Regions from separate parts of the Sus scrofa genome. Here region 1 is linked to region 2. Evidence: chromatin contacts called from public Hi-C data. All regions are on one chromosome and are shown on one strand. The core of a region is the stretch at or near the end of the contact, and the rest is flanking DNA. Distances in the headings are between cores, read along the strand shown. Region 1 has its middle 21 kb from the start of MAGI1. Region 2 overlaps MAGI1 (membrane-associated guanylate kinase, WW and PDZ domain-containing protein 1).

What was found. A called contact is a pair of places that touch in the nucleus more often than the background predicts.
Region 1: a Hi-C map of liver shows a contact between it and region 2, with 2.6 times the contacts expected there. The contact joins two enhancer-like sites. A contact is called at or near these places in 4 of 47 Hi-C or Micro-C datasets (fibroblasts, liver and mesenchymal stem cells).

The regions. Positions count from the first base shown.
Region 1 is chr13:47,585,887-47,591,440 of Sscrofa11.1, forward strand. No RefSeq gene overlaps it. Among named protein-coding and RNA genes, the nearest start is that of MAGI1, 21 kb to the left of the region's middle. Within about 2 kb of position 2,210, at least 1 of the 83 cell types and tissues checked has an H3K27ac peak or open chromatin away from gene starts, as enhancers often do. A contact at or near this core is called in liver, where this site is marked.
Region 2 is chr13:47,468,322-47,473,434 of Sscrofa11.1, forward strand. All of the region lies in intron 1 of MAGI1 (membrane-associated guanylate kinase, WW and PDZ domain-containing protein 1), which reads right to left. Among named protein-coding and RNA genes, the nearest start is that of MAGI1, 97 kb to the right of the region's middle. Within about 2 kb of position 2,805, at least 8 of the 83 cell types and tissues checked have an H3K27ac peak or open chromatin away from gene starts, as enhancers often do. A contact at or near this core is called in liver, where this site is marked.

The DNA of each region.
Region 1 (5,554 bases), core at 960-3,459, 120 kb after region 2:
GACAGAGTTCCAGGCAGAGGGAACAGCACGGGCAAAGCCCCTCGGGTAGAGAATGCTTTGTGTGGCATGGAAATACAAAGGTTACAATCCTGGACACTGCTTTTACCTTCTTGGAAGAGAGAGTCTGTTTGTGAAGACAGATAATAATCAAATATCTCCCAAAGAGATATTTGATTATTATCTTTGCCCTTTCTAGGGCCACTTCTGGCATATGGAGGTTCCCAGGCTAGGGGTCGAATTGGAACTGTAGCCACCGGCCTACACCAGGGCCACAGCAACACAGGATCGAAGCCGAGTCTGCAACCTACACCACAGCTCACAGCAACGCCAGATCCTTAACCCACTGAGCAAGGCCAGGGATCGAACCCGCAACTTCATGGTTCCTAGTTGGATTCGTGAACCACTGCGCCATGACAGGAACTCTGAGATGTCTAATTCCAAAGAGCCAATGTGCCAAGAGGAAAACACAGGCTGGAAGATCCTATAAAGATACCTGATCATATCTGAGGGAAGGATCCTCTTAGGAGATGTCTAAATTGAAATTCAAAGAGAGAGGTTAACCCCATAAAGGGGAATGAGGCTGTGGAGTATTAGGGAGGGTATTACCTGTAAAGGGAACAGTTGTGTGCAAAGTGTGTGACAGTTGTGTCCAATGTGTGTGTTCAGGGAGTTACTACTGTGACTCAGCAGTAATGAACCCAACTAGCATCCATGAGAACTCAGGTTCAATCCCTGGCCTTGCTCACTGGTTAAGGATCTGGCATTGCCATGAGCTGTAGTGTAGATCACAAACACGGCCCAGATCTGGTGTTGCTGTGGCTGTGATGTGGGCTGGCAGCTGCAGCTCTGATTCGACCTCTAGCCTGAGAACTTACATATACTATGGATGCAGACTTTAAAAAACCACCACCAACAACAAAGTGTGTGTTCAAAGGGGTGCATAGGAACAGGGCTGGTTCTAAGACATGAAAGATCCAGATATCTGCCTTGCAGAGGAGGGGGAAAGCATCCTTGATAAGCTAGAGGGTATGAAAGGGAGGCAAATCACACAGGGTGTCTGCTGTTTGTAATTACTGTCTATTTTTATTTATTTAATAGCTGCATCAACAGCATACAGAACTTTCTGGGTCAGGGATCAAATTCGAGCCACAGCTGCAACCTATACCAACAGCTGCAGCAATGCCCAATCCTTAACTGACTGCCCAGGGCCAGGAATCCAATGGGGCCTCCACAAAGATAACCTGCTGCACTACAGCCAGAACTCCCATAGTTACTGTTAATAAATATGTTTACTGTTCACCTTTACTGCTGGAGCAAGTTCCAGAGGGCGCTGGGTACCCTGTCTCCTTCACTGCTGTATCCTCAGCTCCTATCTTGGGTGTGGCCCCCCAGAAAGGGCACAGGTTGAATTTATGGACTGGCTGGCTGGCTGGCTAACATCTCCAGCAATCTAACAACCAGCTGACAGCCTCCACGGTAACAAGAGGCTCACATTTTGTGAGTCCTTGGTTCTGCCAGATTCTGGGTTGAGAAAAGGCCAGCAAACTTGGCAGTATTCACAGCTGTAATTTCTGTTTCAAAATCATAGATAATAGCTGACTTCAACCCTGGAGGTCTCCTCCCACTGAGAAGCAGAGTCCCCATGGCCCTTTTCCACCTTGGAGTCCCTGCTGCAGCTATGGTGTAGATCACAATTGTGGGCCCGAATCTGATCCCTGGCCCAGGGACTCCATATGCTTCAGGGTGGCCAAAAGTGAAAGAAAGAAGGAAGGAAAGAGAGAGGGGAAGGGACGGAGGAAGGAAGAAAGGGAGGGAAGAAAAGAACAAACGTGTGATGTTATCTAAGATAGTGGTTGCCCATCCAGTAGACTGATTGCCAAGAAAGTGAGAAAGAAAAAGTGGGTAGCATAACTCAAGTGGAGAAATTTAGCCAAGTCCTTTTTTGTAAACCTGAAGACCACCCACTGGGGGACAGTTCCTGATATTTCATATCAGCTCCCCCGTTCCTCCTTCCCAATAACCCCTATCTTGCATTTGAGCCCCGCCCCCCCCCCCGTGGAAACGGGGAAATGATCCGCTCAGGGAGCCAGGTGCAACCCATTCAGTTCACCTGGCCTCAGTCCTGGACGCAGGGCTGCATCTGTGACCTAGGCTGGTTCTGGAGTGAAGCTCGGAAGCTGTGCTTGTAATGCCTGACAGCTGCTCCCTTCGTGCCAGACCGAGGGGTGGTGTTGGCAGTTACAGAGCCTGGCACAGCAGTGGAGATTTTTGCCACCAATAGAACGTGCCAGTCTGAAGCCAGTGCTAATTCAGAGGGGATCAGAGTTGGGAGAACTGAATGGAAAGAGCAGCGAAACCCCTAAAACATGGTGAACCTCAGAATCAGATCGCACCTGAATCCTGCCCAGTTTCTGGACTCTTCCCTGAAGTAAGTCCATATATTCTGTTTATTATTGAGATTGAGATGTCTGGATTCAGTGGCCAAATCGTCTGAAATGGTGAGGGTGATAGAAATCCAGAAACAATTTTCTGTCCTCCAAATAATATAACAGTGTGTAGGAGAAATTGGAATGCAGGTGTAATAGCTACAGGATCTATTTTTTCTTAATTTTTTTAAAAAAAGTGAAATCTGCCAAGAGTTAACATCTTGTTATGTTAATGAAATTTTGAATAAGTAAAAATATGTGAGTTTTCTTTAAAATGGCAACAGTATGAAAGGGTAAACAGGAAACAGGGAGCTTCTATCCCACTCTTCTCTGATCCTCTCTCCAGAGGCAACATTTTAATTCCTTAAAAGGCTTCTTATGTACATTTAAGATATTCTGTACATAGATCTCCCTTTTAATTTACACAAATGGTGCTTTATACTGTCAGCATCTTACTTTTCTCTCACAAATATATCTCAGAGTTTGTTCCATATCAGAAAATATTTAAGCTGCTTCTTTATTTTTTATTTCACTTGAAATACAGTAGATGTGCAATATTATGTTTCAGTTCGTTTGTTTGTTTGAATGGAAAAGCTGCTTCTTAAATATGGCAATATAGCTAGGAATTTTTCATTCTGCGTTTCACTGTTACCTGCAAACAAGCATGAGTAAATTTGTTTTATCAGTGAAAGGAAGCCACGGTAGCAAACACCTTTCATGCATTTTTGAGGAAATTCTTTTAAAATGATTCAACAGCTCTATCCAAGCTATTCAATTTTTTGATTCTGTTATTTTTTTTAAACCAATTCCTCTAGAGAGTCATTTAGGCTGTAACCTTTAGATATTTTACACAAAGCTACAACAAATGTTGTTATGTATGCTTCTTTATTTGAAAGCTATATAAAATGTTTTTAACAATAGTCTACATAAATAAAAGTGGTTGAATAAAAAATTTTAAATTTGAGGCCCTGAATATAAGAATTTAAATATTGTTTTTTGTTAGCTTTTTTTTTTTGCATTAACCCTTTTCCTACAAATAGATTCTATTTTTTAAAAATTGAAATACAGTTGATTTACAATATTATGAATTTCAGGTGTACAGCAAAGTGATTCAGTTATACATATTTTAAAAAATTATTTTCCATTATTGAATATAATTGGAAAAATTATTTTCCATTATTGAATATAATATAATTTCCATTATTGGTATACAGTAAATCTTTATTTTTTATTTTGTGTATAGTTCTATGTATCTGAGAATCCCATACTCCTAATTTATCCTCTCTTTCCCCTTTGTTTATCCTAAGTTAGTTTTCTATGTCTGTGTGTCTGTTTCTATATTATAAATAAGCTCATCTGTGTTATTTAGCTACCACGTATAAGTGATATCATATGATATTTGTCTTTATCTGGCTTACTTCACTCAGTATGACAATCTCTAGGTCCAGATGGACTCCCTGTTCTGATTCATTCATTCATCCATTTATTGATTCAACAAGTATCTATTGAGTACTCACTTTGTACTAGGGACTGTTTGGGGGCTATCATGATGTGTTCATTGGAGAAGAAGATAGTAGGTCCAGTAAACAACCAGGCATCTGTGGGTATTTAGACATATTAATATTTAGAGACTTTAGTTGTAATAGCTTCAGTTATTTCAGTGTGAATCTACTCAGATTTGTAGTAGAAGGGGTCATGTCTATGTTAGATCATTCAATATTTCCAGGTGATAAAAATAAGGGACCAACAGCCCCTTTCTAGGGAGAACCTTCCATACAATACCTTACTGCAGGAAAGAGCTCCAAGCCATTCACTAAGCATCAATGCCCCTGTGGGTTCCCAGTAGCCCCAGCTCTCTGGCCTTGGCTGAATGGACTGGGGTGGGCATGGGACCTCAGGGCAGCCAATTTATAGGTTGTCTGGTTGCCTATGGGATAACCTGGCTCCAGAGCTTTGTCCATTAGGAATGTTAGCTGAGTCTTATAACTGCTGAAGTCCTATAGTCAAGGTTTTTAAACCTAGTGACTAACCAGAGTCACCCAGGTTGGATCAGTTATAGTGGCAATGGTTCTCACATCTGAGCAGACATTCCTTGCTTCTGGACTCTTCCACTTAGTCAGTCCGTATGTTCTATTTATTAAGTTAAAACTTCTATTTAACTGGTGATTGATGTCCAAATCATCCTAAATAGTAAGGGTGATGGAAATTCAGAAATAATCTTCTCTCCTTGCCCAGAAGGCCTATTAAAACACAGATGATTGTTTCACCATCAGAATTTCTGATTCAGGGAGTTCCTGTTGTGGCTCAGTGGTAACAAACCCAACGAGTATCCATGAGGCTGCAGGTTTGATCCCTGGTCTCACTTTGTAGGTTAAGGATCCGGTGTTGCTGTAAGCTGTGGTGTAGGTCGCAGTCGTGGCTCAGATCCCAAGTTGCTGTGGCTGTGGCATAGGCTGGCAGCTGTAGCTCCAATTCGACCCCTAGCCTAAGAATTTCCATGTGCCGAGGGTATGGCCCTAAAATGCAAAAGAAAAAAAATAAAAATAAAAAAAAAGATTTTCTGATTCAGTGGATCTTGGGGGTGGTGATAAGAATTTGCATTGTTACCAAACTCTTAGTTGACACTGATGTTGACAATCGAAGGACCACATTTTGAGAATCACTGCTCTATTGAAATCTCTCCTCCATTCAAGACTCTGTGAAGTAAGCTGGGTCCTCTGCTTACCATTAGGCCAGCACATTCCAGTTTCTGGGTCCCTGTAAGGCCATTCTACCATAGAGCTGACATTCCTGATTGCCTTATTTTTCTTCAGGTCTTTACAACATCTCCACATTATCTGAGCTAATCTGAGTGAACCCTTACCACAATGTGAGCCTCTAATATAGATCATAGTAATAGGTATCATTTATTGAGCCCTTACTTCTGTACAAAGCATACTCAATAAATGATGAGATGCTCACTAGGGAATTACAATGACTTGTAAGTATTTTGTCCCTAAGTTCATTACTGCAGTATTGTTTATTTTGTATTTTTCTTTTTCTTTTTTTTTTTTTTTTTTTGTCTTTTTGCCATTTCTTGGGCCGCTCCCGCGGCACATGGAGGTTCCCAGGCTAGGGGTCGAACTGGA
Region 2 (5,113 bases), core at 1,555-4,054:
TTGCAGGACAGCAATAAGATCAGCAGGTACTAAAGAAAAGGTTCTGTGGTCAATTACATTTGAGAAAAGTTTATTTTGTATATCCCAACAACAATGCAAGTCAAGAAATTCTGCAATTAAGAAATCAATGGGAGTTCCCATTGTGGTTCAGCGGTAACAAACCCAATACATGAGGATGCAGCTTAGATCTCTGGCCTCGCTCAGTGGGTTAAGGATCCAGCGTTGCTATGAGCTGTGGTGTAGGTCACACACATGGCACAAATCTGATGTTGCTGTTGCTGTGGTTGTGGTATAGGTCAGCCGCTGTGGCTCTGATTCCACCCCTAGCCTGGGAAGTTCCAGATGGTGCAAGAACAGCCCTAGGAAGGAAGAAGGAAGGAGAAGGAGAACTGCACCCGCAGTTCCCAGGGCAGGGATCAAACCCGAGCAGTAACTGTGACCTACACCACAGCTGCAGCAATGCCAGATCCCAAACCCACAGTACCACAGTGGGAACTCCTATTTTTTTCCCATAATAACAGATTAGCATCACAAAGCTTAAAGAATCTTAGCTAATTTTTTTTTTCTGAAATGGAAAAAAGTAAGTCTCAGAGAGAAACATTCTTCATGACTCAGCCTACAAGTAAACCTGTGCTTAACTCAATGGAAGTGCTTAGGAATTCTTGCTCAACTCCATGAAGCACTTCTAGTTTCTTAATATCATTTAATGAAAAGTGATCCCAAATTTTCTCCCATAAAAGGAATGTACTAGTTGAATAAGTAAGATAGCTGAGACTGAAAGTGTTATATAAATGCTATTAGCTTTCAAAAATTTTTTTTTGGTTCATTCATCCATTTATACAGAAATCTATTCAACAAATATTTATATATTTATGTGCTAGGCACTGAACTAGGTACCAAATACATATATTTGAGTGGCAGTGGTTGGCGTTTTCTTCCCCCCACCCCCAGTTTAACTGAGATTATCATTGAGAAAAAATGTATTAGTTTAAGGTATACAGTAATAATAATGTGATATATGTATATATTATGAGTGATTACCACAATAAATTCTGCTATTATCAATCACATCTTCGGGTTTGAAATTATTTTAATAAAGTCTTTTAAATAAACAAAAATTTTAAGACCACGAAGGGAGCTGTTGGGATAGTCCATCTCTTCTCTGCAAAATACTTCTAGAAAGAACCACCAGTTCACAAAATGCAAAGCTATGTGTCTAAATTACTTACTCTTTGTAGCATCAGAGATTAATGGAAAATTGGGGGAATTATCCAAAAATAGGGAATTGGTTAGGTAATACAGAGACGGCCAGTTCTGCTGGGTAACATCAAAATGTATAATGGGTAAGTATGAATTATATACTGTTGGCACTCACTTGTTATACTGGGGATATTTATTATATGATATTGCTGCACTGAGGTGGGAAGTGTGGATTGGAAAATGGGAACTAAAATTGTCAGGTTACAATAGAAAAACTGAAAATAGTTGCTGTGTTAGAGCAGCAGTGCTCAAATGTGAGGTCAGACATGAACCTGCTGGAGAAGCCTATCTTAAAATGCAGGTTGTCTGGCCTCTCTCCCAGGTGTTCTGATTCTCAAAGCCAAGAGTGTGCCCAATAATCTGCATTTCTAACGACCACCCAGGAACTTCTGAAGCCAGTGGTCTACGGATCATAGATTCTTTCAATGAAAATTTACCAGGTACTTGGTATGTGCCAATTCCTGCTCTGGGTGCTTAAATGGAGCAGTGAGTAAGGCATGCTGGAGAAACAAGCATGAGGGTGGTAATAATATATTTTTTTTAATTCTTTAAAAGTAAAACAGTATTTCTCATAATTCAAGAGTCAGATTTTCCCTGCTGCAATTTATTTTTTACATAAAGGAAAAACACATTAGGTGGCTCTTTGGGGCTGACCCTAAGGTCAGCCTCTGGCGGGGACACTGGAAGGGTGTGGATGGAGTTGGCAGCCACCTGGGGAGGGCTCTTCAACGGAGGCTCCAGCATTTCCTGCCAGGCCTGTGTGCCCTCCCAGGGACTTCAGGATGATCACCAGAGGTCAGAAAGGGTGGTGATGAGAGGGAGCAAAAAAAAAAAAAATGTGTTAGCTCACTTCCCACGAAGCACCAGTCCAACTGGCAGAAACTGTAAGTCCTCCTCCGTCTCTTCCTGATTGCTGAGGCTGGCCTCTGAACTTCATGCAGGTAGAATTTGCTCTCTGCCTTTTCTGTGCTTTAACATTTATTTCCTGATTTGGAATATTAAAACTTTACTACATCCAGAAAGAATGTATATATATGTATGACTGGGTCACTTTGCTATACAGCAGAAATTGACACAACATTGTAAATCAATTGTACCCTAATTTAAAAAAAAAAAAAAAATGGGTGGTGGCTCCATGGTTAACGAACCTGACCAGTATCCATGAGGACGGAGGTTCAATCCTTGGCCTCACTCAGTGGGTTAAGGATCCAGGGTTGCCATGATCTGTGGTGTAGGTCACAGATGTGGCTCAGATCTAGAGTTGCTGTGGCTGTTGTATAGGCTGGCAGCTGTAGCTCCAATTCAACCCATAGCCTGGGAACCTCCATACGCTGCAGGTACAGCCCTAAAAAGACAAAAGACAAAAAAAAAAAAAAAAAAAATTTACCACACTCTATTTTTTGGTCCTCTCCTCCCTCCCCTTTGGGCCCAAATGTCAGCACGTTTCTCCAGGTTAGAGAAAGCCAGAGCCAAGGACAGAATGAAATTCAGCTTAGGCGGGTACAGCCAGGAGTGGGAACAGCTCAATCCTATTTGTCTTGGCAAGGCGTTCAGTAAGCTGTTGGTTATGTCATTTGCCCACAAGTAGGCAGACCTCGATGTTTTGCAGTCATCCATTACCCAAAAATGGTATCATGAACACACACACACACACACACACCCAGCAGTACACTGCTTCTCCGGTCCCCTCACCCCCCCTCATCTCCCCAACCGGCACAGACTCCAGAAGCAGGGCTGGACACAAGGGAATGACAAGCAGGAAAGATACAATCCACACTGAACCAAACACATAAAATTTTAAATACTCCAGTAGTTTTTCACCTACAAAGAAAGTACAGGGAAATGTGGCTGGCTGGGGGATTTGATCCAGCTAATAAGTTGATAGGACACACTTTGGAAGTTAAATCTAAAATGACAAAACCAGAAAGCCGAGGAGTTCGCACAATTCCACTGCTGAAGTGTTTCATCGCAGGTATTTTATTTGAATTAATTTCAATTTACAGCTAAATGTCAAGGAAAATTGGTTTGTTTTCTATATTGCATTATGTGTTGTACCCTAAGGCCTTCAGGCCCTGAGTAACTTATAAATAAGTAACATTTTCTCCTGATTGTTATGTAAAATCATTCCCCAGCTTGTGCTTCCTGCAGTCCCTAAAGGAAACAGAATCCCAATGTTACAAGAGAATAAGATCTATAAACCATAGCAAACAGTTCCTGAAAGCAGACCAACAAAATGCTAAGAGAGTAGGCCTCTGTCCCTTTATATTTATGGTTGTATCCATACGGAGGCTGGGATTCAAATTTGTAAAACCCCAAACAGACCTGCAAGGTATAACTAGTCTCCACTCCTAGAAAAATCATATGATTAACCTAAGAAGAGGAAAGAATAAACAACAGCATTGCTCTAGATTTCAGCTTCAGAAAAATGGTAAGGATTAAAAAATCCTGTACTTTTATCTTAAAACCATCAAATGAGCACAATGAGGCAAGCTACCACGAAACTGTTATGATCAAATGTCACTAATTATAAGTGACACTTCTCTGATTACCTACTGAAGCTTTTAAGTGAAAGCTGGAATCAGCAGTACCTTTTTGTCCTGTATACTCTGACAGTGTTGAACTTCAAGGCCAAGGCAAGGAGTCCAGTTCAAGACATGCCTCCTCTTTTTGGTGACCCTTTTGTATTCCAAGAAAGGGCTAACAGCAAAGGGCCACTCAGCCTTGGAATATTCTGAGCTAAGACCCAACTGGACCTTCTCAAATGATTCTCCTGTTTTATCAGAGTTTCTCTCTCTACCTTGTGACTTTGCTCATTAATGAAAGTTTTCTCTACTGCAACAGCCTGAATAAAATGCCCACTACATTTGCCCTTTTACTATAATAATGTCCAAACTGCTCAAGTAGAGCTATGGTAAACCTTGAAATGGGATTGAAAGTACCTGGCGAGCTCATTAAACTACAGTTTGTGTTAAACCCAAGGGCCTGGAAATTCTTGGAAAGTTCAGTAAGGGCTGACTCAAAAAAAAAAAAAACCAAAACCCCTGTTTGAATTTTGGAAGTCTTTCTTTTATAAGGACACAACTCAAACAGGCTTGGCTGATTCAAAAAATTTGTGAAACAAATCATTATGTCACAAGCGAAGACATTTATCTTCAACTCACGGATTTCAAAAGCCATAGAGGCCTAGGAAGTAGGCAACTACTGAAATGACATAAAATTTAAACTGCTTGAAATTGCTTTCACAATTTAAACTCTGTTTTGATTTTAGCATCATTAACTCTCTTAGCCATCATTTAAGAAACAAACTACGAGGCATGAAGATGCTGCTGCCCATACACTATCCATGAACCAGGCAGCTGAATTTTACGTCCCAAAGCAAAAGGACTGACTTGACTCAACCACAGTCTCCTTAACTACCCAATAACCCACCTAAGAAGATGACAAGAGCAGAAGGACGCACAGAAAAAAAAAGATATGCAAAGAAGGCAAATGTCACTTCTTTTCAGGTGTCCTCACCAGACTTATCGCTCCGTATTCTTCAAAGCATTTGTCACTGAGCACACTTCCAAGGCAGCCACGATGACATGCAGTGATAAATTTTTATCTGCTCAACTCATTAAAATGAAAGTGGGCCTGGGTCGTATCCGATGCATTCCCAATGCCTACATGATACACCCGAGCAAACTGTGCGTCCACTGCGTGGGTCATTATATTCTAGAACAGTGCTTGACACATAGGAAGCAGCCACTAAACATTTGTTGAATGAATCAATTAATGCCAACTGCTGTTTCTGTTGTTATTTCTACTGCTTGGCTGGAAATGGTTAGGTTTCTGTTAGGTGTAGAATTAAATA